7 separate regions of the Mus musculus genome follow, and regions 1, 2, 3, 4, 6 and 7 are each linked to region 5. The links are chromatin contacts, called in public HiChIP or PLAC-seq maps. All regions are on one chromosome and are shown on one strand. The core of a region is the stretch at or near the end of the contact, and the rest is flanking DNA. Distances in the headings are between cores, read along the strand shown.

What was found. HiChIP or PLAC-seq counts read pairs in DNA pulled down with a chosen protein or histone mark.
Region 1: an H3K4me3 HiChIP or PLAC-seq map of embryonic stem cells shows a contact between it and region 5, with 14 read pairs. The contact joins two enhancer-like sites. A contact is called at or near these places in 2 of 484 Hi-C or Micro-C datasets (both in embryonic stem cells), 8 of 115 datasets of contacts at active chromatin or transcription factors (embryonic basal ganglia, embryonic stem cells and neural tube) and 1 of 9 other capture datasets (embryonic stem cells).
Region 2: an H3K27ac HiChIP or PLAC-seq map of embryonic stem cells shows a contact between it and region 5, with 10 times the contacts expected there. The contact joins two enhancer-like sites. A contact is called at or near these places in 1 of 39 promoter capture datasets (neural stem cells), 2 of 484 Hi-C or Micro-C datasets (arterial endothelial cells and cerebral cortex), 10 of 115 datasets of contacts at active chromatin or transcription factors (embryonic basal ganglia, embryonic forebrain, embryonic limb bud and 2 more) and 1 of 9 other capture datasets (embryonic stem cells).
Region 3: a contact with region 5 is called in an H3K27ac HiChIP or PLAC-seq map of differentiating embryonic stem cells, with 19 times the contacts expected there. The contact joins two enhancer-like sites. A contact is called at or near these places in 2 of 484 Hi-C or Micro-C datasets (both in embryonic stem cells), 10 of 115 datasets of contacts at active chromatin or transcription factors (differentiating embryonic stem cells, embryonic basal ganglia, embryonic hindbrain and 3 more) and 1 of 9 other capture datasets (embryonic stem cells).
Region 4: a contact with region 5 is called in an H3K27ac HiChIP or PLAC-seq map of embryonic stem cells, with 3 times the contacts expected there. The contact joins the promoter of Sall1 here to the enhancer-like site in region 5. A contact is called at or near these places in 10 of 39 promoter capture datasets (the 3T3-L1 cell line, the C10 cell line, HPC-7-derived erythroid cells and 5 more), 1 of 484 Hi-C or Micro-C datasets (embryonic stem cells), 9 of 115 datasets of contacts at active chromatin or transcription factors (embryonic hindbrain, embryonic stem cells and neural tube) and 1 of 9 other capture datasets (embryonic stem cells).
Region 6: an H3K27ac HiChIP or PLAC-seq map of embryonic stem cells shows a contact between it and region 5, with 4 times the contacts expected there. The contact joins two enhancer-like sites. A contact is called at or near these places in 1 of 484 Hi-C or Micro-C datasets (embryonic stem cells), 5 of 115 datasets of contacts at active chromatin or transcription factors (all in embryonic stem cells) and 1 of 9 other capture datasets (embryonic stem cells).
Region 7: a contact with region 5 is called in an H3K27ac HiChIP or PLAC-seq map of embryonic stem cells, with 7 times the contacts expected there. The contact joins two enhancer-like sites. A contact is called at or near these places in 2 of 484 Hi-C or Micro-C datasets (both in embryonic stem cells) and 8 of 115 datasets of contacts at active chromatin or transcription factors (embryonic stem cells and stem cell-derived neural progenitor cells).

The regions. Positions count from the first base shown.
Region 1 is chr8:89,013,660-89,017,842 of GRCm38.p6, reverse strand. No RefSeq gene overlaps it. Among named protein-coding and RNA genes, the nearest start is that of Mir8110, 9.0 kb to the left of the region's middle. RefSeq lists a cis regulatory region at 1-4,183. Within about 2 kb of position 2,167, at least 39 of the 459 cell types and tissues checked have an H3K27ac peak or open chromatin away from gene starts, as enhancers often do. A contact at or near this core is called in embryonic stem cells, where this site is marked.
Region 2 is chr8:90,793,995-90,797,990 of GRCm38.p6, reverse strand. No RefSeq gene overlaps it. Among named protein-coding and RNA genes, the nearest start is that of Gm19935, 21 kb to the left of the region's middle. Within about 2 kb of position 2,445, at least 177 of the 459 cell types and tissues checked have an H3K27ac peak or open chromatin away from gene starts, as enhancers often do. A contact at or near this core is called in embryonic stem cells, where this site is marked.
Region 3 is chr8:90,669,334-90,673,315 of GRCm38.p6, reverse strand. No RefSeq gene overlaps it. Among named protein-coding and RNA genes, the nearest start is that of Gm35850, 69 kb to the left of the region's middle. Within about 2 kb of position 2,360, at least 48 of the 459 cell types and tissues checked have an H3K27ac peak or open chromatin away from gene starts, as enhancers often do. A contact at or near this core is called in differentiating embryonic stem cells and embryonic stem cells, where this site is marked.
Region 4 is chr8:89,040,370-89,044,229 of GRCm38.p6, reverse strand. Sall1 (spalt like transcription factor 1) reads left to right here and starts at 1,368. Exons shown (of 3, transcript NM_001371070.1): 1 at 1,368-1,878. The coding sequence starts at 1,803. It overlaps Gm3134 (predicted gene 3134), which reads right to left and starts at 2,987. Exons shown (of 3, transcript NR_166639.1): 1 at 2,434-2,987.
Region 5 is chr8:89,821,608-89,825,400 of GRCm38.p6, reverse strand. No RefSeq gene overlaps it. Among named protein-coding and RNA genes, the nearest start is that of Gm24212, 160 kb to the right of the region's middle. Within about 2 kb of position 1,635, at least 14 of the 459 cell types and tissues checked have an H3K27ac peak or open chromatin away from gene starts, as enhancers often do. A contact at or near this core is called in differentiating embryonic stem cells and embryonic stem cells, where this site is marked.
Region 6 is chr8:88,990,108-88,994,042 of GRCm38.p6, reverse strand. No RefSeq gene overlaps it. Among named protein-coding and RNA genes, the nearest start is that of Mir8110, 33 kb to the left of the region's middle. RefSeq lists a cis regulatory region at 1-3,935. Within about 2 kb of position 2,077, at least 8 of the 459 cell types and tissues checked have an H3K27ac peak or open chromatin away from gene starts, as enhancers often do. A contact at or near this core is called in embryonic stem cells, where this site is marked.
Region 7 is chr8:88,947,642-88,951,463 of GRCm38.p6, reverse strand. No RefSeq gene overlaps it. Among named protein-coding and RNA genes, the nearest start is that of Mir8110, 75 kb to the left of the region's middle. Within about 2 kb of position 1,358, at least 28 of the 459 cell types and tissues checked have an H3K27ac peak or open chromatin away from gene starts, as enhancers often do. A contact at or near this core is called in embryonic stem cells, where this site is marked.

The DNA.
Region 1 (4,183 bases), core at 918-3,417, 810 kb after region 5:
CTAGGGAGGAATCAGACAGGACCTTGGCTTCCTGCAAAAGGAAGTCCTCCCTGGAGGTGCTCAAAAAGGAGCAGAGCTCCTGAGTCTGGACCTTCCATGGTGACTATCCTGGGCTCCCAAGGATTTGCTTTCTAACACTGCTAGAGAGGATGGAGTACACAAAGATGCCATCCTTCACAGCAGATGAAGAAACTGAGGCAGGGGAACTGGCACTGTTCCAATCTCTGTCTCGGAGTGTCTGCGTAAGTGGCAGAGAACCTCTTTGTATTCAGGATTCAGGCTGGGGACATGGCTCAGTGGGTAAAGACATTTGGTGTATGAGCCTGGCCACCTGAGTTCATGCCCTAGAACCCATCACATAACAATGGGAGGAGAGAGCAGACTTCACAAAGTTGTCCTTTGACCTCACCATGACACACACAGGCCCTTCCTCGCAGAATAATGTATTTTTAAAAATAATTATATTCAGGATCTTTCAGCCTGGGAGAACAGATAAATAAATTGTGGTAAATATATACAATAGAATATTATTTAACCATAAAGAAGGATGAAATTATGCCATTTGAAGGCAAATGTATGGAAATGGAAATGTTCATATTAGACCAAATAAGCCAGACTTCATCAAACACTATATGATCGGTCTCAAATGTGTAACGTAGGTATATCCTAAAGACATGAAAGTATAAAGGGACTAATGTGAGGAGAGAGAGGAACCAGAGAGGGCAACAGACCATGAATATGATCCAAGTCCACTGTGTCCGTCATGTATCAAAATGTTCGAAAGTAAGTCGCCACTATAGACAAATAGAGTTTGCTAGTAAAAACGAATAAATCAGAGATTTCTCTCCACAAGCCTGGTCTTTTCAATGGGATGCCCACTATTGCAGACTCTGTGTTTCTCCTCTGGCAAGAAACTCCTATCATCTCTGTCCGGAGAAGGTTGGCTTTGGGCCCAGTCACAACAGAAACTTAAACAGGCTAGCTTCCCGCAGAAGGGGATTAAGTAATCCAGAAAGAAATATGTTCTTCAGTGTAGGGCTCAGGCTCAGGGCCCTTCACATGATAGGTAAATCCTGTATCAGAGACCCACACGCTGAGCCCTGCAGGGAACAAGCTGTACCCAGAATCCCCTTCCCACTCCTAACTCCCACAGTTCCTCAGTCCTTATCTCTCGCCTTTGTCTGCCTTCATCAAATGGTAAAAGGCTAGAGCTGTAGTTTGATAGTAGTTTGTTCCCTTCAAAATCTCATCATGACCTTAGTCCCCATAAAGGTGTTATGAGGCCTGAAGAGTTGGGGGAAGACAGTTCTAAAACCTTTAAGAGGTGTTTGAGTTTTGGGGAATTTGTCCTAGAGAGAGGATGGATTCAGTTCCCTCCAGAATGGGCTAGCTACACAAAGGTGGGTATCATTTAAAAAATAAAATAAGAGCCGGGCGTGGTGGCGCACGCCTTTAATCCCAGCACTCAGGAGGCAGAGGCAGGCAGATTTCTGAGTTCAAGGCCAGCCTGGTCTACATAGTGAGTTCCAGGACAGTCAGGGCTGCACAGAGAAACCCTGTCTCGGAAAACCAAAAAATAAAATAAAATAAAATAAAATAAAATAAAATAAAATAAAATAAAATAAAATAAAATAAAATAAAATAAAATAAAATAAAATAAAATAAGAAGGCTGGCTTCCTTCGTTAGCATTCTCTTGCTTCCTGACCTCTCTTTCCCTTTCTACCACAAGGCTGTCCCCTTGACAGCCAGGCAGAGGTGAGCACCTTCCAAGGCTGTAGAGCCATTATTCAAGTTAACCCTTTTTCTTTATTAAAAAAAAAACACCAAAACTCCAAAACCTAGTCTCAGAAATTCTGCTATAGCAACAGCAAACAGACTGAGACAATTAGTAAACTATTAAGCACTTTCTAACTTGCCATTTGGCAAGCATCGGGTTTGCTCCCTGGTGCTCACAGCACAATGGAGGTCGCAGCGTGAGCCAGAAGACTGCAGAGAAGAGTCTAGAAGGATGCAGAGGACACTGGAGTATAGCCACACCCAGGAAAAGAGTTCGTGAAAACCTTTTCAAACCTGGAATGGCAAATATTCAGCCCCTCCCCCTGCCTTGGGCACTGTCTGTGGGTGTGGGCAAACATCAGTGACACAAGCCAAGTTAGTTTTGTTGCCTACAGTCCTGCAAACTGCCCAGAGGAGTGGCCTCTGAGGCTCCAAGCTGCTTTTCTAAGAGCTGCTGCTTCAGCCAAGATGATGACTAATGACTCTCTCGGGTGGCTGCTATAGAGCATTTTGCACCTAAAGCGTGGAGTAGGGCTAGCCAGAGAGACAGGAGAGTGCACTATCAGAGGCCATACCTTGAACTCGGATCCTTCCACAGAAAACTTCTCAGTTATGATAGAGACAGAAAAGGAGCATAGGAGCCATTGCCTCTCTGAGATCAGAAAGCAAGTCATGCGTTTGTGGTCCACGTTACAGAGTGATACAGAGCTGAGGAAGTCTATGGGTCAATGGGCTTGACCATCGTGGGGTAGACTCGGAGTCGTCCACTCTGCTTCTGTGCTGTGCCTTGTACTCAGATTTAACATCCTTTTACAGCAGAGAGATGGTAGAGATGAGACCTATTCTCTTTCTTCTCTTTCTCCTTGCTTGCTTTCTTTCTCCCTTCCTTCCTTCCTTCCTTCCTTCCTTCCTTCCTTCCTTCCTTCAACTTAGACTTCTCTTATACAATAGTTTCTACTGTAGTTTCCCCTCCCTTCACTCTTCCCAGTCCCCCCTCACCTCCACTCCCATTCCCCTCCCACCTTGATCTCCCCTAGAAAAGAGCAGGCTTCCCAGGGACATCAACCAAATAAGACATAATAAGATACAGTAAAATACAATAATCTCGTAATAAGATACAATAAGACCAGGCACAAACTCTCATATCAAGGCTGGGAGATGGAACGTAGTACTGGGAAAGGGGTCCCAGAGCAGGCAACGCCCACCCCATCCCTATTGCTACAAAGTTGCAGTTTCAGGATTTGTCAGTTTTTTTTTCCCAAATTTCTTCCACTCTTCTTGTTCTCTGGTACTAGCTCAGGTCTTACTTTCTAGAGGTGCCTTGGATGGCCACCCCACCCCCAGCCTAATGAAGCTGTGCTCACTCCCAATGGCGGTCTTCCCCTCTTTGGTTTTTGCTTCTCTGGTTCTCTTACCCTGGAATTGTCTTGCCTTGCCTCTTTGTGTATGTTTATTGGATCTGTCTATTGGTTTACAGTCTTCTTCCTGAGAGTAGGGACTGACTCTACTGCCTTCTCCATCACTGAATCTCCCAGGCCCTAGCACAGCGCCCGGGTCAGGGATGAGTGGGTGAAGGACTTGGACTCAGAAGCAAGGTATAGGCAACCAGTTCTGACTTTGGAACCTCAGCTGAGAGTGAAGCAGAGGATGTGAATCTTTCATGAGCAGAATGGTCACAGGAAGAGGAAAGGAGTTGCTTACCGTGTGGAAGTAAACCAGACAGAGCAGAGGACCACAGTGTGCGGCTTCCCAGCCTGGTGTAGCCTGATGCTGTGCACTGCAAGATTCATGTGGCAAATTATTAGGAAAAGCAAGTGAGTATGGCTTTAATTTTTGTACTTTTACCCATGGGGACATTTTTAGTGTTTTAAATGTAAGCATTGCACAGAATAAAGGTGGTATACATGCTTTCATTGCCTTGCTGTGTATCCTAAGGTGGGCATATTCTAGAGCCTAGAAAATGTCTTTAAAACATGTTTTAGGAGCCAGGCAGTGGTGGCACACGCCTTTAATCCCAGCACTCGGGAGGCAGAGGCAGGCGGATTTCTGAGTTCGAGGTCAGCCTGATCTACAGAGTGAGTTCCAGGACAGCCAGGGCTACACAGAGAAACCCTGCCTCAAAAAACAAAACAAAACAAAAAAAAAGTTTTAAGGCTGGAGAGATGGCTCAGTGGTTAAGAGCACTGACTGCTCTTCCAGAGGTCCCAGGTTCAATTCCCAGCAACCACATGGTCGCTCATAACCATTTGTAGATGGAATCCGATGCCCTCTTCTGGTGTGTCTGAAGACAGCTACAGTGTACTCATATACATAAAATAAAAATAATTTTTAAAAAACCGTATTTTAATGGCTGCTTAAATTTTCATCGCATGACAAAAATATGTTTTTTTACACTATGTTCAGGAA
Region 2 (3,996 bases), core at 1,196-3,695, 970 kb before region 5:
ACACAAAACTAGCCAGTACAAAAGTGAAACCTTGTATCAAGTGAGAAATGATATAGACTTATTTTGGTCCATAGTTTCAGAGGTTTTAGCACCTGCTCAGCTTTTGTTTCCGGGGCTGTGGTGAGGCAGAATGCAAAGGGCAGAGGTGCTCACTTTGTGCAGCCAGTAGGAGGAAGAGAGAGGAGTTCAAGGAGAGGGAGTGCCAGGTACTTACATACTATCTCCAGTGGGCTATGACCGTCAACTAGAGTATGCCTAAGATTGCATGACCCTCCAGTAGTCCCACCAGCTGGAGACCAAGCCTTCAATGTATAAGCCTTGGGGAAAATATTGCAGAATAAACTACAACATGTGTAAATACAATAAGGCTATATAAGAATAGGGTTGTTTTGAAGAATAAATGAAACAACAAAAAGTTTATTGCATAGAGTAGAAAATAAAATATGGCCATTGTTATAGTCATTATATAAGTATAAATGAATATATTTGTGCCTCTCTCTCTCTCTTTCTCTCTCTCCCTAAGACAGGCTCTCACTATGTACCCCTAGAAGCCTGGAACTCACTATGTAGACCAAGTTGGCCTTGAATTCACAAAGTTCTGCTTGCTTTTGCCCCCCTCCCACTCCCAAGTGCTGGGATTAAAGGGCGATGCCACCACTCCTGGATTTGATTTTTAGTGTTTCATATGGCCTAGGCTAGCCTCAAACTTCCTAGGTGGCTGAAGATGGCCTTGAACACCTAAACTTCCTGTCTCATCTCTCAAATTCTGCCATTGTGGCTGTCTTATAAATGTATATTTTTGTCAGGATATATCCCCAGGCATATTAAAAGGATAGTATTAGATAGATGGTCAAGTGAGTTTGGCCATATATGGTCCATAGAATGTAAGGAGGTTCATTAGCAAATTTTTGATATTTAATGTCTATGTATATACTTTGAAGTTCTAAGAGGTTCGACAAACCACAGGTGGCTTTCCAACCTTTTAAAATCCTGATATCAAACAGCACTTAAATTTCTGTATTCTTTAGGAGGCAGTGTTCCAAGGAAATCACTCTGGGAAAGACTGGCTAGATGGTTTCTATTGATTCCTCTTTGCCTTTCTGGCTCTTTGACTTTGCTGCTCAGGGACTCCAAGAACTTTCTCTTCTTCAGTTACTCACAGTACTTTATTTCCTTCCTGTCTTTTTTAGTTTTAGACAGTCTTCCTCCGTACAGCAGGCTAGCCTGGAACTTACTCTCCTTCTGTTGTCACTTCCAAAGTGCTGAGATGAAGCCCACTGTCCTTTCTGTCTCAAAGCCCTTTTGTGTTAAGGTCTGTGACTTACAGGGAGAAATATTTCCTGTGGTTCATGGATGAGACAACAGGACAGTGGGTTTCCTTTCTTCAGACCTGAACAGTTTTACTGTCATGTCCCAGGTGAATGTGGTTTCTAGGTTCCAGTTGTTTTGTTTTGTTTGTTTTTTTAACTTTCAGAAAAAGTTTACTTTGTCAAGGTCAGAAAAGCAGGTCAGAAATGGAATCTTCTGCCAAGCTTGGTGTTCTGTAATCCTACCACTTGGAAAGACTTAAGGCAGGAGGATTATAAACTTGAGGCCAGGAAGGCAAGAGAAACATACAAACTCCCCAGAGACACAAACTCTTTAAGTCAAGAGGAACATTGTGGTTTTTGTGCCTCCTGTGTGGTCAGCTCTGAGAATGAACTGGCTAAATCCTTGTTGGATTTTCAACTGGCAGAAGTAAGGCAGGGTCCTACCCAGAGACCAGAGGACGAGCTCCAGTCTAACTTCTCGAAGGAGAAAAGCTTAAATCTGTGCCTGATAATTACGAAGGGCTGAAAATGTGTGTATCCATGTGAGGATGCGTGTGTTTTTGAAACAAGGTCTCTAGCTCAAGCTTCCTTATATATCCAAGGATGAACTTGAGCTAGGTTTCCCTGCCTCCATCTCTCCTAAGCACGGTATTCCAGGCACCTGCCGTCACGCCTGGATTATTTACTGCACAAATGAGTACAGTGACCTGGCTCTTGTAGCCCATTATCCTGAATTTGTTCATAACCACCCTGGTACTTTTCTTATTTTCCACCCCTGAAATCTGCTCCTCTGTTCCCTGCCCCAGGAACTGACTCCAACACCCATCTGTTTATTCAAACAAGAATCTAAAAACATCCCTGACGCATCCCTCTCCTCTCTGAGCTGGCTGCTGTGTGCAAGCCAACAGGAAGCCAACACTCTCTACAATGTGACTCTTCTTTTTCTGCTACAGTCAGAGCGGCCATGACACCATCACCTCGCACCAGAATTGCGTTACTAATGGCTTTGACCTGCTCTCCTCTGATGCTATGGTCCAGTTTCAAACCCTCTTCCACCTGCCGGTAGTGGGGCTTTTTCAAAACAGAGATCTAATCTTGATCAAAGTACAACAAAACAGAAAACAGGCTCACTGCTCTTTGGCACCACCTAGGGGACAGAATGGAACAGAGGCAAGGGATGGTGGGGGTGGGGTGCGGTGGGGAGAAGGAAGTGTGGGCGGGGCTGGCCCTGCTTCCTCCAGGGGCAGGGTAAAAAGAGTGAAAGGCTGTAGGGTTTTTAGTTTCTTCCGGGCTGGACATATTTGTATACACAGCTCCCTGTCCTCCACGCAGGTCTTTGATGGCTGGGGTCTGAGGGTTTCCAGCACCCTGGGCGCTGTTTCAAAACTTCAACTATCTGGTGGAGAGTCAGGCAGGAGAATTTACCTTCTTGGAGGTAACATCTGCCTGCAGGTTTAGAGCAGATTTAGGAGCACAGAACAGTCACTAGAGGGAGGAAAAGGCAAGCGAACAATTCAGGCTTTCTTAGGTCTCCAGGAGGCTTCTCCTGGAGCCACACACTGGAATCACCCAGGGAGACCTTAAAAACCAGAGATGCTCATCCTAGCCCTAATGATCTTGCTGGCTGAGGTTTTGACTAGATGGTCCCAAGGGGCAGCCAGGGTTTACAACCGGAAGCAAAGAAGGAAGGAGAAAGGAAGAAGAGTGAGGAAGGGAAGACAGGAAGAAGGAGGGGGCTAGGAAGGGAGAGAGGAAAGGGAGAATGAACGGTTCATCTTAATAAAGACAAAGATTCACACGAAGACCACCGTGTAGTCCTCCCGTCTGTATTCCCACCATCCCAGGCTCCAGTGTTTGACATTCCAGCCACACAGCTCTATGTTCCCTTCTTCAAGCTCATCCTACTCTCCCTGGACACAGAAGTTTTGACTTGCTAACTCCCTGGCTTTTTGCCATCATAGCTCTGGTCCCTCACCCTTCATATTTTCACTCTCACTTTCCCAGGATGCCTTTCAGGACGCTCTAGGGCATCCCCTGTATCCTCTGCAGCACCATCAACTGCACTGAACATTTGACTAGAACTTTTACTCTTAGTCGTTCTAGCTAGGGCTTCATGAACATAAAAGCTACATTTTAACTTATTATTTATATATAATATGTTAATATAATAACATGTAATAAGTTTATAAAATATACTTAAAATGGAACACGCACACACACACACACACACACACACTTAAAATAGAACACACACACACACACACACACACACACACACACACACACACACACACACACACACACACACACACACACATACACACACACTAGGTTTTCCTTCTAAAGTCCAAGCTAGCCTAGAACTAGCTATATAGACCAAACTGGCCTTGAACTTGTGATTCTCCTGAAGAGGGCCTAGCTTGTGGGATTGGCATCTGGTACATGAATGCACAGGTAAGTTTATTATTATTGTGCTGGGGGAATAAAACCTGGGATCTTGTGTATGCTGGGTAAGGAAGTGCTCTATCACTTAACTATAAGTCCAGCCTTAAGGTATCTTAAAGCTACATATAGAAATAGATATGTCGAATACATATAAAGCTAGATGAAGTTCCACTGAGCATTGGATACATTTGCAAGAATTTTCTTTACAGGTTTTGTATTTTAAAACTCAGTAGCAAAAAAA
Region 3 (3,982 bases), core at 1,111-3,610, 850 kb before region 5:
GTCTAATGCAAAGGGCAGAGACTATTTCTGGGTATCAGAGGAGAGACACGGGATGCTCCTATTCCCACTTCTCCCTATTTCTGGTGGCATCTGGTAGCCCATCTGCATTGCATCTATCAACCCCATTCCCAGCAGGCAGCGCCTCCTCTGGCCTCTGCCTGTAGGGAACATCTGACTCTAGGGACCCTCCCTGTGCCCTCTCTTGTCTTCAGTTCCAGGATATTAGCTGCTTGCTGCAGGTCTCTAGGCTGTCCCTGGTGATGCTCACTGGTCCCCAGTGACCACTCACCGTCTCCCACATCTCTGTTGGTCCTTCTCCATGTCTCATTGCCCCAGTTTGCCTTAAGCTCCGATTTCCTGCCTAGATGCTGCATGATCCCCTGGAGTTGTCAGGAGAGCTGATGAGGAAGGAGAAAGATGGGTGGGGGCTTGGCTGAGAGAAGCAGAGGTAGCGTGTGTGTGTGTGTGTGTGTGTGTGTGTGTGTGTGTGTGTGTGTGTGTGTGTGTGTGTGTGTGTTTGTGTGTGTGTGTGCATGTATTTGTGTGTGTGTACCAGGCAGATGTTTCTCTAACACTCTATGTAGTCATTTGAGTAGTCAATGCTAAAAATACCAGAATTCTCATTCTCAAAACACACATAAAGACGGGAAAGTTCTGAAGCCTTGACTTCATGTTTGGGTCATCCTTTAAGGAAAATTATTGCTGCCTCCTGCTTAATTTTGTTTTTTGTTTTTTTTTCTCCCTATACTTTTCTAAAAGAGGAAGTAAATTTCCAGGGTTTCAGGGTCAGAAGGTTCAGGCGTTTTGTGTGAAGGATCTTAAGCAACATGCTTAATATGTCTGCTAAACACATTGGCCAAGCCACCCCTTCCCTAGGAATGGCTTTTTTATTTTCAGTGGGATGACTTGTCCAGGTGGTAGTTCATGGTTCAGCTTCTAGGATCTGGAGAGGTAGCATCTTTAGGCCATACCTTTGACAAATAGCAAAGGCTATCCCTTTGGCCAGCAGCTCAGTGGCCTTGACTATGTTTCCTGACCCAACTCTTTGTAGAAAGCCTGCATTACCTCTCTGTGGGAACTTCCCAAGTCTTTAACCCAGGATGGTGTCTTAGCCCCTACGTCACCTCACTGTCCAAATTTCATCCATGGGAACACAAGAACACGGGTAAAGACTAAATCTCAGCTGCCTTGAAGACCAGCTGGTCCAGATGTTTCACAGAGAAGGATGTTGAGGTACAGACTGGATGCTCCCAGGTCACCCTGCATCTGCTAGGTTGCGGCGAATGTTAACATCTTTCACTCCTACCTTGTGTAATCACACCTACATTTTAAATGATTTTTATGTCTGAGAGTAGAAGTCGCTTCCGAACCGAAGTCTGCTTGTGCCCACAGCTTCATCTCTTCATGCATATTCCTTGTATAAAAATGTCAAAAGTCTATTTTGGGGTTTTGCAGAAGAGAACTCTTTCCGAACGATGCTTGAACTGTTAAATATCATCTCCTATCTCCTTTTTTTTTGGGGGGGGGGCTCTAACCTTCAGAAAGCCTGGTACAGGATGAAAGTGGATTGAGGCTGAGATTTTCCAGAGGCTTGGTCTCACTCCAGTGAAGTGCTGCTAATCACTTTGTGTCGTTATCCAAACCAGTCTGCTGTCATTATTTAGAAGGACGGTGTACCATGGTCGAGAGAGCCATTGACCAGAATTCTTGTTATCAAAACAAATTTAGAAGAAAAAAAAAAAAACCAAAACAGTCTGTATCATTGAACTCATTAAACATGGAGTTCATCTTCTTGAGAAAGACATCTCCCCTCCCCCTTCCTGTGGCTTCTTCTTTCTCCAGTTTCCTGAAAAAAAAAAAATAAATTTGTAGGACTCAGGGTAGGTTTTCTTCCTGGGCTCCCAAGTGACAGGCTTGGATACTTGAGAGACACTGATCTAGCCCCATTCTTCCCTTCTGATAGGAAGAGAGACTATTTAATCCATCCAAGCTTAGGTAGATCATCTGTGAGATCATTTGGCAGGTAAATGGGCAACTAAGACCTTCTCTAGTCTGTCCCTTCCTTGTGAGGTTCCAAGAAGCATTAGTGAGGACGCAGGCGGGAAAGTTTCCAGTCTGTGTCTTTGCATGAATTTAATCATCTCCGTCAGAATCCTTAAGGAATTACAATAACAGAGATTCATTCATAATTCACAATTTCCATTATCTTCTTTCTACATCTAGTGTGGGGGGTAAAATTTATGGCTTCATTTACATTGTGTTCTATGAATAATAGAAGAAATACAGTAAAGGCCCGTGGAAATGCTCTTGCTGCAGAGGCACTTCGAAGTCCATCTGCATCACAATGGCTTCCTCGTTCAGTGCGGAATCTGCCAGCCTGCAGCTGCGCAGGGAGCATTTCAAAGGGGCCATCCTCATTATACAAAGTCTTCTCTTTCTTTGAACTTCAAAGCAAAAAGGAGAGACCTTAAATGGTATGGGGTAGGTAAAGTGATGAAATTGTAAGTTCAGGTATAAAATATCGTCAATTAGGAGTATGGGGGAAACAGCCGTTCGGAGGAGCAAGCGTGTTTGCTTGGAATGCAGGCGGGCAGGCACACGGTCAGATCTGAGCTTCAGGTTTCTTTGAGCTTTGGGGGCCTTAAGGGTAATCTAGCTCAAAGCCCTCCTTCTGCAGTCGGGGAAACCAAGGCACAAAGAAACAGACTTCTTCAACATTCTGCATTACAGCAGAGAGAGGGTGTGGAGCAGCCAGCCCCTCCCTCCAATCACATTACCTTTTGTTTTGAACTCAGAGTACCTGGCGTTGTGACAGGGCAATAAAGCTCGGCAGTAATCCTCTTGCTGAGGGATTCCCCCCACCCCCACCCCCGTTTTCTTTTTCTTTTTTTCCAAACCTGGAGCAAAGATGTTGCCAAAGGTAGCCCCCGCCCCCGCCCCAAATAATAATCTTCCTCAATTGAAAATCTGCGTTGAAAAAAAAAAAGGAGATTTGAAGAAAGACATTTGTTATACTTCTACAACGAAATAAATTTCAGTTTTCTTTTTATGAAGGAAGAACAGTAAGGCTGATGTAACCCTGTCTGTGCTCTATTTCTCCCCCTGGTATCTGGAAGCAGCCCTATCTATCTGCAAACAGCAACATCAACACAAACAAGATAAAACAAACAAAAACAAAAAACAAAACAAAACAAAAAAAAGCAAGCCATATTTGTGCAGAACGGCCTGTTCCTTGAGTCATCCACGTTCCAGCAGCCATCATAGCATCATAGAGGACAACTGAAAAAATAAATCCCCTCATCCAGTTCTCAGGGTGTTGTTACTCAAGGTAATATATGTGTGTGTGTGTGTGTGTGTGTGTGTGTGTGTGTGTGTGTGTGTGTATAAATATAATTGTATGTGCCTTTGCTTACAGTTTGTGGTGGGTCATGAAGAGTGATTCCCAAAACCATTCTGTCCATCAACTCCTTTCCTGGACCCTGTCTTCTGCTTCTCCTGCATAGTTTTGGAAAAGAAAAAAAAATCATGGAAAACCAATCCCATGGAAAGGTTTTAGAAAGGATCTCCGGTTTCCTACCAAAGACTCCCAGAGCACGTTCCGACTGTAGTGTTATTAAAGTGACTCAGATACCAAGCCAGTGTGGAGGCCTTTTGTATTTGGAAAGGGCAAGCAATATTAGTAGGCAAAATGCATACAGATTCAACAGCTCTGGGCTTCACGGACACACATTCTCTGTGATCCAACACATCTAATACATTTAGTCACGCACAATAAAAACCAAACAAAAGAGTCAACCATCAGTCTTTTGCCGTCTGCCGCTTCCCACCCCAAGCTTTAAGGGATTTCTCCGGTTAGGCACAGCAAAACTGAACACAGTGTTTTCTGCCCCCACCAAGGACTGGGAAAACTCGAAGCACATTTATGATGGTGAGGGGGGAAGAGAGAGAACTCGCTACATTGTTTACCTTTGTGTGCTAAGGG
Region 4 (3,860 bases), core at 119-2,618, 780 kb after region 5:
CTCCCCCGCCTCCACCCCCATTACTCAGCCGAAGTTTAGTTAGTTTAGTCCTTCGGGTGCAGGACTTCGGGAACCTCGGCGAGCGGAAACCCCGAGGCAGGAGGAGGTCTAAACTAAGCCGAGGACCAAGCCTCAGGTTCGCAGGCGCCCAAACCCGGAAGAGGGAGTACAGGGCCCGGATCCCTGGGTCCCGTGAGCGGGTAAGAGAGGCTGGCTCCCAGCTCTGGGAGAGAAACAGAGAGAGATGGAGAGAAAAGTTTGGGCGCCGCACGTAGCAAGTGTCGGAAAAGTGAAGGCGAGTCACGGCGTAGCTAGCAGGGCAACGAACAGGACCCCCCCTCCATGCTCACTCACTCCGGGTAGCCACCTCGTCTGCGACGAGGTGGCGGCCTCCACCCCTAGGACACGGAGCACTAGGGTCCAGGGTAGAGGCGGTGCCTAGGGTCTGGCTCCAGCAGCACCACCCAGGCCAGGGGAGCGCTGCTTAGCACAGAATTAGCTGCGCCCCTCCCCTCCCTCCCGCAGAAGCTGAACTCGGAGCTCAGGCAGGTCCTTGCTCTCCACCCGCCCGGAGCTTGGCGGCGCCACGGTGGCCGCCGCCTCCCCGCGGAGTGACGCGCCCTGCAGCCAACCGGGGCGGCCGGGGGGAGGTTCGGGAGGGGGTCCTGGGCGGAGCCGAGCCGCCCCCTTATCCCACGGGCTCGGGGCGCTTCTCCCGAAAACTTCAGCCCTAATTGTCCCGGGAATGTCCAAGGTAGAGAAAGGGAGCTAAGGAGCCAGCAAGAGGCTGGAGGGTCGCCGCTCCCAGGCAGGGAGAGGATGGGGTGGCGAGAAAACTGCCCCTCCCCCCAAGCCCCAAACCCATCACGTCCCCAAACCTTTCCTGGGTCCTCTTCTCCGCACCCCCGCGAGCCCGGGATCCTGAGAGTGGAGAACTCTGGGCGAAGGATCTCCGAGCCAGGCGGCGGGCAGGCGGGAGGGAGGCCCGGCAGCGAGCGGGAGGCGGACTGGCGTGGGGCTGGCTCTTCCCCACTCGCTTTTTTTTTTTTATGAGAGTGGGGGTGGGCTGCTTTCTGGTAGCTCTTAAAGAAAATGAAGGAACACTCACGAAATGGGGCGCCCTCTCCTACCCCGTCCCGCCACGGGACTCCCTCCCCCTCGCGGGCCAGTACGCAGCGCGGGAGTTAGGAAGTTCGCCGCTCGCCCGCAGCCTGGGTCCCCAGCCCCCGCCGCCAGCCCCACCCCCACGCGGCCCTGCTCCGCTAGGCTCCCGGGCGAGCATGCTAATTCGGGTCGGCCCAGCCCGGGATGGAGGGCGGGGGAGGGGGGAGGGGAACGAGCGGGGGGCGCCGGCCGGGGCGCTGGGCGCGCAGTGGCGAGGAGGCAGGCCCCCGGCGGCCGGGCCGCGGAGTCCCCGGCGGTCGCCAAGAGGGTTAACCAAGAGTCGGGCGGCGCGGCGCGCAGAGCCAGCCCCGCGGCCGGCTTATTGGGCCAGCGCGCGGAGAGACAGGGGTCTGCAGCAAATCACGAACTAATTGATTAAGGCGAGCGGGTTTGAATAGCGCTGGCCCGGTGCCAATCGCCTTTCAAAGAGCCCCTCTATGATTAATCGCAATGCATTATTGATAATCATAATTATAGCAGGACACATGCGCGCTGTGCCCGGGGCCGGGGAGCCGGGGAGGGGGCGGGCGGGCCGGCGGGCGGGGGGAGCCGCCGCCGCCGCCGCTCGATTTCCGTAATTTTGAGAAGATTTTTTTTTAGTAATTTTTTATTCTGCCCCAGCTGATGTTTGAGCCAGCATGTCGCGGAGGAAGCAAGCGAAGCCTCAACATTTCCAATCCGACCCCGAAGTGGCCTCGCTCCCCCGGCGAGATGGTGAGTGCTCCGGCCGGCGCCGCGGACACACAGACACGCACTCACACGCACACTCGGACCCACGCACACGCGGCGGGCCCCGCGCCCACCGCCGCTTTCGCCTTCTGCACTCGGCGCGTCTGATTTTATTTCATGCTTCCTCGATTTCAATTTGCCGGGCCAGGCTTCCCCTGTCCCGGGAGAGCCAGCCTATCCCGGCTGGAGCTTTCCGGAGTTCCGTGTCCTCGACTGGGCGGAGTAGGGTCGACTGGCCGGCTCGCTCCTCCGCCCAGAGGGTCGGAGAAGCCGCGGCCACGACCCTGCCGCCCCGAGGGGCGATCTCTCGGGCAGAGGCCATCTGGAGCTGCCCACGCGAGCTCTCTCCCGCTCCCCGCGCGCCACCCGGGTCCCCGGGCTGGGCCTCTGTCGCCTGGGCCTCACCGCCCAGCCCTGCGGCCAACGTTAAAGAAGTTTACTTCGTCCGGGTGGCTGAACGCCGAGCGCGTGGGGAGCTCTCCGTACCCACCCCCCCCCCAAACTCTCGTTCCCACTTGGCTAGCGGGCGAAACATGGTACCTTTGGGGGTTCCGAGCCGTGAGAACTGGGGGTTGGGGTGGAGGAGCGACATCCTGGGGTCGCGGCCGAGTGCTGCCGGTCGCTCTGGAGACTGACTTAGGGACAGGGAAGTGTCGCTTGGTCCGGCTTCCCAAGTTTGTTCTCCTGTCGTTTCTTTCCACACTTGCACCCATAACCCGTCAAAGTCGGGCTTGGATGTGTGCACCCCACGTATTATGGAGTCCCATCCTTCGGGACCCGTTCTGGTAAGGGTCATTAGACACTTTCTTGGGTCCCGGGTATTAGCCCGCCAGACCCCTGGAGCCAGCCGAGCAATGAAGGCAGGGTTCCGAAAGGACTGAATGAGTAGGGAAAAGTTTGTGTGCGGGAACTGTGGCCTAGAATGGGAGAGACCCGCGCAGGGAACTGGGGTCACTGAGGGAAGACCCCCTCCGACCCCAGCTTGACCTGAACTGTTCTAGGGCAGAGTTTCCGAGCTCCCAGGCCAGAGGCTACGCTCGGTTCCGGGGTCACCGGACTTTGTGCCTGACTCTCCGCTGCGTCGGTTGGAGAGTGACCAGACCCGAGGCTCGGCGGCCCCGGCTGCCCTTCGGGAATCCTCGATCCCGGGCGTGGAGGAAGGAGCTGCACCCCAGCAGAGCTCGGAAGCGTGACCTGAGATCCGCACCTCTGGCCACTACGCTCTGCGGGCGCTGGAGCCCCACATCGCAGGCTCCGTCCCCAGAGGCCTGGCTCTGAGCGGCTCTGGGTGCGGGTACGCGCAGGCAGAGCCAGAGCGACAAGGGATCGACAGCTTACTTCCTCCTCGCTGTTGGGAGAGGGCAATCCTGGCGTGAGACACCTGGACATTTTTTCAGGCGATCTGAGAGCCATTAAGGCAACTGTTTTGCCCAGCACCTTTGGAAGCTCGAAGCCTCACCAGTGTGATTCTCTGAGTCCTCTGGAAGGATCCCTTGAAACACACCCAGTTTCCCACCCCAAAAGAACCGGTTTGAGGGTAAAACCAGATGAAATTAGCCAAGGCCGCAGCAACCACTCGGACTATTTTTGTGGGGTTTCTCAGCTAGTTTCTTAGGCTTTCTGCCGCCCCCACAACAATCTTTCCTAAAGTGAGGCCTTTGCACCGGGATGCTGTTAAAACTTAACAATTTGCATACGGGGGTGGGGGTGGGAGAAAAACAACCTGGGGAAAGAGAGGTGTTTTTTGGTTTTTGTTTTTTAAATTTATACTGGTTGTTTGTATTTTCCACGCAAAGAATTTCAAAACTAACAACCACCACCTCGAGCTTGGGAAGAAAAGACCCTTGCTAGTTCTTCGCTTTGAGTCTAGAGCTGGAATTTTTAATAGTTAAGGCTTCTCATAAAGCGATAGCATTAAAGGAGTTCACTGCCTCTTACTATTATTATTTATTAGTACAATTTTTTTT
Region 5 (3,793 bases), core at 386-2,885:
TTAGACTTGGAGGTCCAAGGCAGGGTCTGTGTTGAGCCACTCAGTACAGTCTACATGATGGAGAATGGAGGATGCTAGCTTCAGCTACTCAGCTCCAGGATGAAGACAGGAATGTCTCCTGAGCTCATCTCCCTCGGGACAATGGGAGGGATAAGCCAAGGATCCTGTGGGCAAAAACACACATGTCCTATGGTTTGCAAATTTTAAAATGCTCTCTCCTTTCAGTGCAATTATCCTTCTCTTGAAAGGAAAATGATCCATGATCTTCCCATGTAAAGATCCCTGGGTGGAGGTGGGGGACAATGTCTTTCTGCTTCGTGCAAGGTCTACAGCCCCATTCCTCCCCCACACCTAATAAAGAATGTCAGACTTCTGGTCTGTTAGTCACAAAGTAAATGCTCACATGGGCTCCTGTCATTGCGAGTGTTGAGTCCCTAGGAAAACAAATGAGGGACTTGACCTCTTTGGGGTTGTTTTTGTTGTCCTCAATGTTCACTGGGGAAGGAACAAACAAGTAATACTGTAGCCTCCCCCAGCCCTGAGTAGGCTGGCTCAGACCTGGATGCCACTGAGAATGAGACCACCTGGGGTGGAGCCTTCCCACCTAGATGGTTCTATTGTTTGGTCACGTAGCTGTTCTTTTCTGAGACACTGTTACCTGCTGAGAGATTCAGAGAGATTCTGCAGACAGCAAGCAACCTAGTGATTGACACCTTCTTGCCAAACCAGTGCTGTCAGACAGCCGCTTACAGGCTGGCAACAGGCATCAAGAGTGGATCTGTGGGAGATGGGCTTTCTGCCTATATAAGCACAGATTTTTAGTAAACTCTGGGCCATGATCAGAAAATTTGTCTTGGTCTCTTTACTTCTCTCGCCGTTCTCTCCTTTACAGCTCCAGCCTCCCACTCAGGAATCCAGTTAGTGTGGCTGCAGTCGACTATATAATCGGTTTTCAGAGTACCTTTCATTTAAACTTGTCTGTTTAGTTTGATGTTTCTCCCATCTTGTTTCTACACCCCAACACACACAGTCTCTCCCTCTCTGATGGGCAGAGGCATTGCCTAAATGACACGAGCACTTTCTACTTTAAAGAATACAAATAGAAGCGACTCAAAGTCAACATTGGGGTGTCATCTGGCTCTACACACATTCTCTCCTGTAATGCTCAGAGCTGAGGTCCAGCAGGAAGATCTGCCTTGTCCAAGCTCATATTGCTAGTGAATGTCTCGCTCCATATTTTTAGATGAGCCACTAGTTACTTGATTGATGTGAATTCTTTGAATCAAAAAGCACATCAAATGGACTGAAGGGACAAGCCTGGCCAGTTTTTGTCCCATATAGCCTAAAGACTTCTTCTATGTAAGATTCTGCAAACATACCAACAAGCAATCTCACTACCATCTCATTCAGCTATAAAACTCCTCTGAATTTTACTGCATGGATTCTAAGCCACAGGCTGCTTTAGTCACTGTTAGCCTCTGGTGCCAGCCCTGTCTGTCACACCTCCCTCTGCATGCCCTTGCAAGAGACCCTTGGTTGGCTCCTAGAAGAAGGAGCATTTGAACAGGCCTTCTTGTTCCCTTTCAGATGCATGAGCTATTAAGTACTTTTCATTGTAAAGAAATGGGAACTCCCATGTGTCCATTGTCCTTGTGTGGTGGTATTCTTTTGTCAGAGAGCACTGGAGCCTATTGTTCAGACTCCTCTTTTGTTCACATTGAATTCTTCATGATGCTGCATATTTATTATATACCATCCAGATTTTGAGACCTGTTTACTGGGATTTGGGGCAGTTGTAGAGAACAGTGGTTCCACAACGACATACTCAAACAAGGCAGCTTCAAATGAGCCTTGTATGTCTGAGTGGGATTTTCTAGTGCAGATGCTAAGGGCAGGGAAGAGTGTTCACTGCAAGGATATTAATCTTCTCTCCCAGGGAAAAGCAGCAATGAGATGGATCACTGGGTGTTTACCTAGCACAGAGCAAGTAGTCCACACTCATCTGTCTTCTATTCAGCCTCCTTTCAGAGAGACATTATGAGCTAGCCCCGCTCTTGTGATGGCAAATATCACCCGTGACAGCTTTGCAAGTGGCCTTAAGAGCTTGTCAGGAAACTAATCAATGTAGCTCTTCACAAAGGAATCTACTTGATCAATAGCACCAAGAAACCCCAGACCTAACAAACAGATCACATAAGAGCTGTCATGATCAATAGAAGTCTCAGGGAAAATAAATTCTTAGGGCTATTTCAATGAATATATCATAAGTGCTTTGTGCTGATAGCCTTTTCTCTGAGAATTTCCCAAACCCACCAAAGTAATAATGGGAGAGAGTGCACATAGGCAGCCACAGGTTTTCTCACACAAAGACTTGACACAGGACACACATGCAGGGTTCACAGAGAAGAAATAATTCTGATTTTGAAGGAGATTTATTCAAATATATCCTATATTTCCTCACCAACTAGATTGTGAATGTGTTCTTAGATGAGGTTTGTTTTGGTATATCAGAACCAAGGGCATGGCTCCGGCATGAGAAAACCAGTGAATACATTTTGAGCTCATCACCACTCCTCATGTTTCTCGAGGGATACATGTTATTAAGTGGAGATCAAACATTCAAACATCTGACTCCCCCCTCAGAGTTCTTCGAAACACTCTACATTTAAATGTAGTAAACTTTCCTTGAAAACAGTTTGAAATGCAGAGATAAGGAGACCTTGAAATCACTACAGATTCAAGTTTCCTCCTAGAAGAAACAGTAACACATTGAGGTACTTACTGTTCATCTTTTCTGGACTCTGAAGTGTATGTCAGTTATCTTGTTTCTTAACAAATTGCTCCACCATGTAATGACTTAAGACAATTATTACTTTACTTATAATTGAGTGTAGGAATCATCAGTTGGGCAGGGATCAGAGGTGGGCTGGTTTTCTTTTCTGCATTTTGACCAGGGTAATGTGGCTTCCATGACTTGATGTCCCAACAGCACTCATGGCAAAAATGGCTACTGTTCACCCCAGGGAATAAGCCCTGGACTCTGGGTTTCCTTCTTTGCATATTTTCTCCTCTTTAGATGGGCTACCTTGGGCCTTTTTGGATTATGGCACCTTACTGCAAGAGGATTGAAGCAAAATCAGCTAGAATTTGAAGACTAGTGTAGAGGGATTTTAATCTATCTACCTTACTGCTCTGGCTGGAATCCAGACATGCCCTTAGCACACATATTTAATCCCAAACAATGAAGGTAAAATTAGTTTGTAGAAGGAAGCACCCATGTCTGAAAGTGATGTCTAATTTAGAAGCAGACAAAGTGATGAATCAGAGAAAGATTTGACAGAATAGGGTCTGCCCAACTCCCATGAGAAGAGAGGAGAAAGAGAGGCTACTTAAGAGAGCAGCAGCAAGAGATGGAAGGAGAAAGGGCAGTTTTACCGAGACAATCACATAGAGAGAGGTAACAGAGAGAGAACAAGCTAGACCCAGGTGAAAACAGAATGAACCAGAGAAGAAAAAGGAGCCAGAAGATTAGAACATATTGCCAAAGGTAGTACGAGGCCAAACAGCACATTTCAGACAGAAGCTGAAAGAAGCCAGTTTGAATCAGTTAGTGTGGAAAAGAGTTTTGAGCCAAAACAGCTGAATTGACAAACCAGCCAGGAGTTCAGAAAGAACTAGAAAGGGAATGTTTATTCAGCAGTAAGTCTCATAGACTTAAAATATGCTAGGCCTAGATAAAAGATTGTAGAAAGGCTAGAACCTTCCAGACTAGACCTAGGTTAGCAGAAGGAGG
Region 6 (3,935 bases), core at 828-3,327, 830 kb after region 5:
TTTCCTGCAGCAAAAAGGTGGGTCTTTGTTAACCCAGGGGTTGGAGAAGTTCTTTCTGGATGGTGCGTGTGACCACTGACACAGAAATCTTTTCCTCTACCACTGAGGGAAGAATGAGCCTCCCTTCGTTCTACAGTGACTGTCCTTTTCTAACCAGGGACTTGGACCTTGTCCTTAAGCAAAGGCTTCTAGGTGATCTTATGATCCAGGTCACCCTTCCCATCCACAGGACAATGGGTGGACCAAGGAATCCCTGCCAGAGTTTGCCTCTCTAGGTTGACAATCGAGAGGACCAGCAGGTGCAGAGGCCTCACTCTTGGCCACACTGGAGTTGCACCTTGCTGGGCTCCTCACCCACCGCTCCAACAATGCCTACCCACACTGGAGTTTTGGGTCCCTGTCATCCCAGTTAGGGCTCTGTAGTGAACTCGATGAACCATTCTCATCTGACTCTGCCTCCCGACCTCAGCGCTGTGGACACTTAAGGCCAGATGACTCATTTGGGACTGTCCTGTGCATTGTCAAGTGCTTAGCTGAACCTTTCTCCTTCTCTTGAATGGCAGCTGCAGCTCTCCCCACCTGTAGACCCAGAAGCATCTCCAGGTATTCCAGGTGCCCCTTTGTGATAGGAAGGAGGGACTATCCTCGCCGAGTTCCCTAGTCTGGAACATTACAGCAAGGGCTGGGCCTTCCCTGTTTCTCTCTGTCCTTGGGTTTCTTCACCCTGTGACACACAGTAGGCGTATATAGAATCAATAAATGACACAGTAGGAGACATGACACGCTTCAGAGCCAGATGGAGTCTGTACCACCTGTACACATGCATCCTCTGATTGTGAAATATTTGTTAGTCACTGTGGGGTGCTAGGTTCCTATGGCCTGAGAATACAGGGTAGAACATAGCAGTTGGGCAGGGACCTGGGGACCCTCTTACATCTAGTGAGAGCGAAGCTATGGAAGGAGATATGCAGTCATTCAGCAAGATAATTCACAGCAAGGAACAACACTGCGAGGAAAATACCAACAGGAGCAAGAAGAGCAGAGGGTGAGTTGGGAAAGAGGGAGGTATCTTAGAGAGAAGTTAGTAGTATGGGGGGGGTCTTAGAGAGAAGCTGGGGTGTGTGCGGGGGTGTCTTTAGTAGATGTGACAGTTGGGAACACCTCCATTGTTGGCAGGTGAACTTTGAGCAGACACTAAAACTGACAGAAACACAACACTACTTACTCCATGTTTCCCTTCTGTCAATCTCCAAGAGCTGACACTTAGTAGGCACTTAGATGCCTGCTGCATGCCAAGAGTTGACACTTAGTAGGCACTCATATGCCTGTTGCCTGCTGGTGGGTTCTCTCCTCTGTATGCTTGCTGCAAACAATCCTTTGAGCTCTAGAGTAAGTTCTAGAAACTCTAGCCGGCCGAGGGTGAGCATGTAATATCAGGGACAGTCTGAGTCCCTGAGCCACCCTGTCTCCATTTGGTTCTGTTTTGACAAAGAGGGTTTCTGTGAAATAAACGAAGCAATGATCCCCCCCTCTCAATCAATCGTTTAATCAAGCATCAGTCATCACTGTCATTTAAAACCCTGAAACTGCATCTATACACCCTGGCCGTTCCCCTGGCCCAGGTGTGAACCCCAGAATGGACGGCTGGGACAAATATGTGAGCTCCCCTCCCTTGCAAGTCGGCTACCTCCCTGATCAAATGCACGCAGAGGATGGGGTAATGTTACTATTGTGCCTGGGTAAGAAGGTCCCATCCGGCCCCCACCCCACCCCAATGTGGGGGAGGAGGAAGCTTAATCATTACTAACACTAACTTGCCTTTCTGGAGCCTTGAAAATGAGAATTTTGCCCTTTTTTCCCTGTGAGTAAATTGGGTCAGAGTGTTCCCAGAATTTACATTTCAATTAAAAATACAATAATAACACATTGTGCAAATAGTGAATGATTCCGACCCAAGGGAAGATGACACCGCCCGCTACTTTGTTAATGAAAAGCCCCCTTCATTGGGACAGGCCACACATCAGCAGTAACAAATCTCCTGTCTTGTTCTGGGAATGGGGGGAGGGTGGGGACGAGGAGGTGATCGAGTCACCACCGCCCTGTGGGGACCTCCAGGCCATAGTAGCACCACCCAAAGCAACACGTTCATTGTTTCTGCCTGCCCCGTCCATCCTCCCAATGCAAACATGACTGCTTTTATCAAGGCTTTCGGGTTGGGGATGTAGCTTGCTTAGCTTGCAGGAGACCCTGGGTTTGATCTCCAGGACTGCATAAAACCAACTGTATTCCCAGCCCCCCAAGGTGGAGGCTGGAAGAGTATAAGGTCCTCCTGGTGTAGAAGACATTGTGTTTAAAAACAAAAAAAATTTGCCTCGTATTAATTTTGCTATGCTAAGCAATGGCAGAGGGCATCTGAGCTGCTCCCTCTGGCCTTTGTAGGTAGACTGAACTTTTGAAAGACCAACTCTTAGCCTCTCAACCTAGACTTAGACCACTAAAAGAAGAGTCTAGAAATTTGTGGTTGTGACCCTTTGAACCTCCACCCCATCCCCACTGCACACCTCACTGATTGTTAAAGTTGGCTTTAACCCCCCACCTCCCAGACTTAGGATTTTATCCTGACTCGAAATGTCTGGGAGGGAAGAGGGATGGCGTGGCAGGCGGCAGGCGGTGACCTTTGAGGCTTTCCCTGGGGAACACAGGAAAGGGCGGGGGCTGGGTGTTTGTTTCTAAAGACACAGGTGAGAGAACTTACATCATAGGTTGGTTCTGAAAGAGAAGTGTCCTGGTTCAATTCCACAGAAAAGGAAGTTTTTGTGAGAGAAAGAGAGGTCCTTCCCCACAACCTCCTCCTGTTGCAAGGACTTGAAAAGCACCTGAGAAAGCAGGGGCATCCAGCAGTACACTATAGGTGTCCTGACTCAAGGAGCCCCGGTGTGACTGACTGGTGTCTCTGTTCTTCAGTCTGGTACATGTCAAGTGTGGGGAGCCAGCATGGCATGTCTTCTGTTGCATAGCTTCTGTCCAGGGGTTTTCAGTGAAGTTAAAAATGTAGATTCAGTGAACTATTTTTATATAAAAGACTTGCTTAAGGTCTTTTATTGTCTCTCTGTCTCTGTCTCTCACATAATGAGCAATAAGGCCATCACAGCTTATGTCCTCCAGTCTTCAAGTCTAATAATTATCAGAGTATAATCAACAAGTCCATTAATAACACTTTATAATACTGCTCATTTTATTCTCAGGTGTGGGCCAATGAACTTCAGGTATAGATAACACACACAGATGGCTCATCCTGGAAACTTTCCCAAAGACTCATCAATTTTCCAAGGAAATATCACAAAGCGTGCAGGCCAAGATTCCCCAGAATTCATCTCCAAATCCTGACCTCGCTGTTTCCACAAATCCCAGGCTGGTAAGTCTTGAAGCTCCATCAGTCCCGAACAAGCCCTTGCATTTACAGATCCTCCTTAACCCATCCTTCAAGTTCTCAACAAACCTCAACCTTCCTTCTGCCCAAGAGGTGGCTCAGACAGTCTGCCATCTCACTTTTATTGATATTGGAGTAGAACACAAGTTTTGTCTCAGAGGTCTGAACAAGTAACAATATCCTGCAAAATGTCAACGGTTTTGCTTTAGATCGACTGCATTTCAATTCATTAAGAAATTGTATCAAAAATAATACATTTGCTTTGCTTAATACATAGCTGAACCATAACACAAGCCACATCTGGACCAGATTGAAACAGCAGGTCCCGTGTGTCCCTTCCAGCCCTAACAGCCAGTTTCTGAAGCAGCTACTATCCGTTCCTTGGCAATTTCCTCTGGCTTGTGCCTTCAGTGATAATCCTTGGGTTTTCGTTTCTTAGTTTCAATTTCCAACGGCTACATATTAGTATTTCTAAATGGAAATAAGTGAGAGGCTGTAGTTTTCT
Region 7 (3,822 bases), core at 109-2,608, 870 kb after region 5:
TATGTTGTCCGCGCTGGACTCACTGGAATCACAAGTGTGTGCCGTCATACCCTGCCTTGCATGCGTTTTGAAACAAAGCCAGGCAAGTGTGTGACCTGTGTAGTGTGGAAGAAAGCGTTTGTCTGACTGTTACGTCAGAGCTTTGAGATCCAAGCCTGGTCAGCCACCGTGGTCTCACCCTTCATTCACTACCGCCTTCTGTTTTCTGTGTACCCAGGAAAGAAAGCACTCCCAGCTTTGATCAGCATCTTAGTTAAGGTCTCTCTCTCTCTCTCTCTCTCTCTCTCTCTCTCTCTCTCTCTCTCTCTCTCTCTCTCTTTCTCTCTCTCTCTCTTTCTTTTTGGTTTTTCGAGACAGGGTTTCTCTGTGTTAGCCCTGGCTGTCCTGGAACTCAGAAATCGCCTGCCTCTGCCTCCCAAGTGCTGGGATTAAAGGCGTGCGCCACCGCGCAGCTTAGTTGAGGTTTCTATTGCGCTAAGAAAACACCATGGTAACCTCCTCCTTTGGGGAGGAAAGGATTAATTTCCCTGACATTTCTATATCACGGTCCTTTATTCAAGGAAATCAAGACAGGAACTCAAGGTTGTAGTGTGCAGTTATAAAAATCAATCCACACTATGGCTGGCGAGGCACCGGCAACGGCGGTCTCTCCGCGCCCATGGCTATCCCCATTTTGGCTTGGAAACGGCAGCTAACCGCAGGAACCTGGGCAGACCGCCGCGGCTTGGGGCTTTCCTTGGGTGTGGGAAGACCGCCGTTGCCGTTGCCGTTGCCTAGCCGGCCATAGCATGGATTGACTTTTATAATTACACGCTACAAAGGTAAGGGAGGTGGAACGGAGGCCATGGAGGAACACTGCTTACTGACTTGCTCCTCGTGGCTTGCTCAGCTTGCTTTCTTATGTGACGTGGCACCCGGCACTGTCTGCAACGAGCCTTCCGCATCAATCGCTAATTACGGAAATGCTGTAGACTCGCCAAGAGGCAAATCTTATGGACACACTTTCTCAATGGAGGGTCCTTCTTCCCGAATGACCCTAGTTGTGCTGAGAGGACCTTAAATTTACCAGGGAAACAGGAAAATTTGGGAGCTTGAGACTCTTCAAGCTACCAGGCTTAAGGAAGGTTCTGGGGTATAGCTCAGGGCCAGAAGAAAGCTGACCTGCTCCTTGTCTGCTGTGGAGCTTCCAGGAAGAAACTGAGATATATGTCTCTGGCTCTGGATCTGGGAGGCTGGGGGTGGGGGGGTATAGGGCAAGTGTCAGGTGTTAGGGTGTGGGAGCTTACGCAGGAGGAAGAGGGCCTGTGGCGAAAAGTCAATTGCCGAAAGCGTCTCTTGTATACTGGAGACTCCTCATTGGCTGGGGAGGTGGCCAGTGAGTCAGGCAAGGAGAGAGAGTATCAACCCTGGAGCCCAGTGGCCCGAGTCTTAGAATCTGTCCTGCCATTTACTGACCTAAGTCAGTTCCCGGCATCCATTCCACAAAAGCCAGCTGCTTCAGGAGGCGCTGAGAGCTCTGCTCTTGTCAGCCCACCATCAGTGCCTGGCGCACCTGAGGCAGATGGCGGAGCACAGGCTCCTCATTAGAGCAGCACTGACCTAAGGCTTACAGGCCTGGGCAGCTCTCTGCCCCTCGGGTGGGAGCCTCTGGCCTACTAGAAACAGAGCTGAGGGGCTGGCTTGGACCAGCTGGGAAAGAGGTTATGAAATAATAATCAAGGCAGCTGTGCCCTGAAGATGTTCTAGAAGGCTCTCTCCTTCCTTCCCTGGTTAGCCATGATGAGAAGTCAAGAGGAAATGGCGGACTTAGTAAATCAACTGGGGATGCGGCGGGCAAGAAAATTTCCTTTGAGGTCAGTCTTCAGTTCAGACTGCCTCTCTAGCTGTGTGGCTCTGGGAGAGTTGTTTAACCTCTCTGAGCTTCAGCTTCTTGCCTATCTCTAATTGACACATAATTAGTGTGCATATTTTTGAGGCAGGGTAAAACCCTTCAACACATTGTGCAGTGATTGTCTGGGGAACCTCATCCATCCCCCAGCCGTCGTCCTAGCTGTCCTGAGACCCACAATCACAGTTCGCTCCAGTTGTAACTGAGCTGTGGAGCACCAGCTCCCTCTGCCCTGTCCTGTCCTCAAGTCCTTAGCAGGCACTGGGCAACAGGACGTTTCCGTGATCTCTGTGCTCCGTGGCTGTAATCCTTCGAGTCACCTCATCTGTCACCTGGGACGGTGCCACAGCCCCTATTAATACAGCCACACGTGGCAGTGCTGTGCTCGGGTGCCACGCTCTGGCTGCCTGTGCGGGCACAGGGCCTATTTTTAGCGCGTTATGTCTGTAATTATGTAGTTTCGCTGCCTTGCAAATGCGTATCTGCTCTGGGGAGAGGTTACGCTTCCGTGATCTGTTATTTTTGATAGGGCAAGATGTGCAAAGTCTCTTTGAAGCCGTGCCTCCCTCCAGCCCCAACTACCCTGAAAACAGTTCTGGGAATTCCTGGTTGCCAATCAGTCAGCAACCATTGTAACATTGGCGTATCAATGGGGCAGACACTAGCTCTGTTCCCTGGGGTCAATTCAATCTGTTTATAATTTTTGATCAATCTATAGTTTTCGAAAGTCGAGGATTCCTTTGCGGGACTGGATCTTTGAGGGATCAACAGAGTGTGGGTGTCAGCAAGATGGGGAGTGAGCTCCCACGCGAGCCACAGCTCTAGCCAGGAAGGGCCTTCAGAGGGATTTTTGACTCCAGAGGAAAGAGAGTGGGCAATGTAGGGGTCAGCCCAGGTGAGACAGAGCTGGGCGGAGACTTGGCTGGAGCAGGGGCCTGGTGGCCCTCGCTGTGACAGATTAGGAGATTAGAAGCTCTCTAGAGCTTGAAACTCTGCTCTAGGTCAAAGAGCATCTGCTTGTAGGAGGAAGGCATGATCCGAGGCCCTTCAGCAGGGCCCAGCCAGGCCTGCAGGAACCCAGAGATAAAAAGGAACCTCAGAAGTGAGTCACCCAGGGAAAGCAACACTGTTCACTCAGTCGCTCATTCTTTCACTCGACAAACCTGCACAGCACAACCACTGTCTGGTTGCTAGAGACAAACCTTCACAGCACATCTACTGTCTGGCTACCAGGGAGACATCAGAACGTCCAGTTTGCTCACACAGTAACTCCTGCCTCCCACAAATTAAGAGTCCTGAGGGCCCTCATTCCTGCAGAGCAGAGACATAAGTGCAGGTCCTGCCAAAGCAGCTGAAGTTCATGGCCGGGACTCTGGTGGTGGTCTCTGCTGGGTAAATGTAGAAGGGAATTCAGGGTCCCTCAGACTCCTCACAGTCCTGGGCTCACTGAGGAGACACCAAGTGACCACGCTACTGTAAGAAGCCTTACCACCAATGGTGGAAAAGCCACAAGACTGCCAGACTCACAGCTCAAAAGATCAAATTCTCCATGCAGAGGCGTGGGACGGATGGTGACAGCTGTGGTGGCCTGTGGACAGGATTCACAGGTCCATTTGTGTCTCTACCTCTATCCTTTATCCAAACACATCTGTTGCCTTTCTTTGTTACATACAACAGAGGTTTAAGTAGAGACCATAAGGGCACATGAGAAGAAGAAAAGAGAAGTCTGCCTGGACAGCATCTCTTACTAACACAGTACTGTCCTTATTAACTGTATATATTTTAAATACAGAATAGGGACTGTAACTTTTGGTGTGTGTGTGTGTGTACATGTGTAGAACCCAAAGGCCAGCCTCAAGTATCATACTTTATAATCTATAAAAAATAAAATGTCTGCTTTGCTTTTTGAGGCCTGGCTTGTCATTTAGACTGAG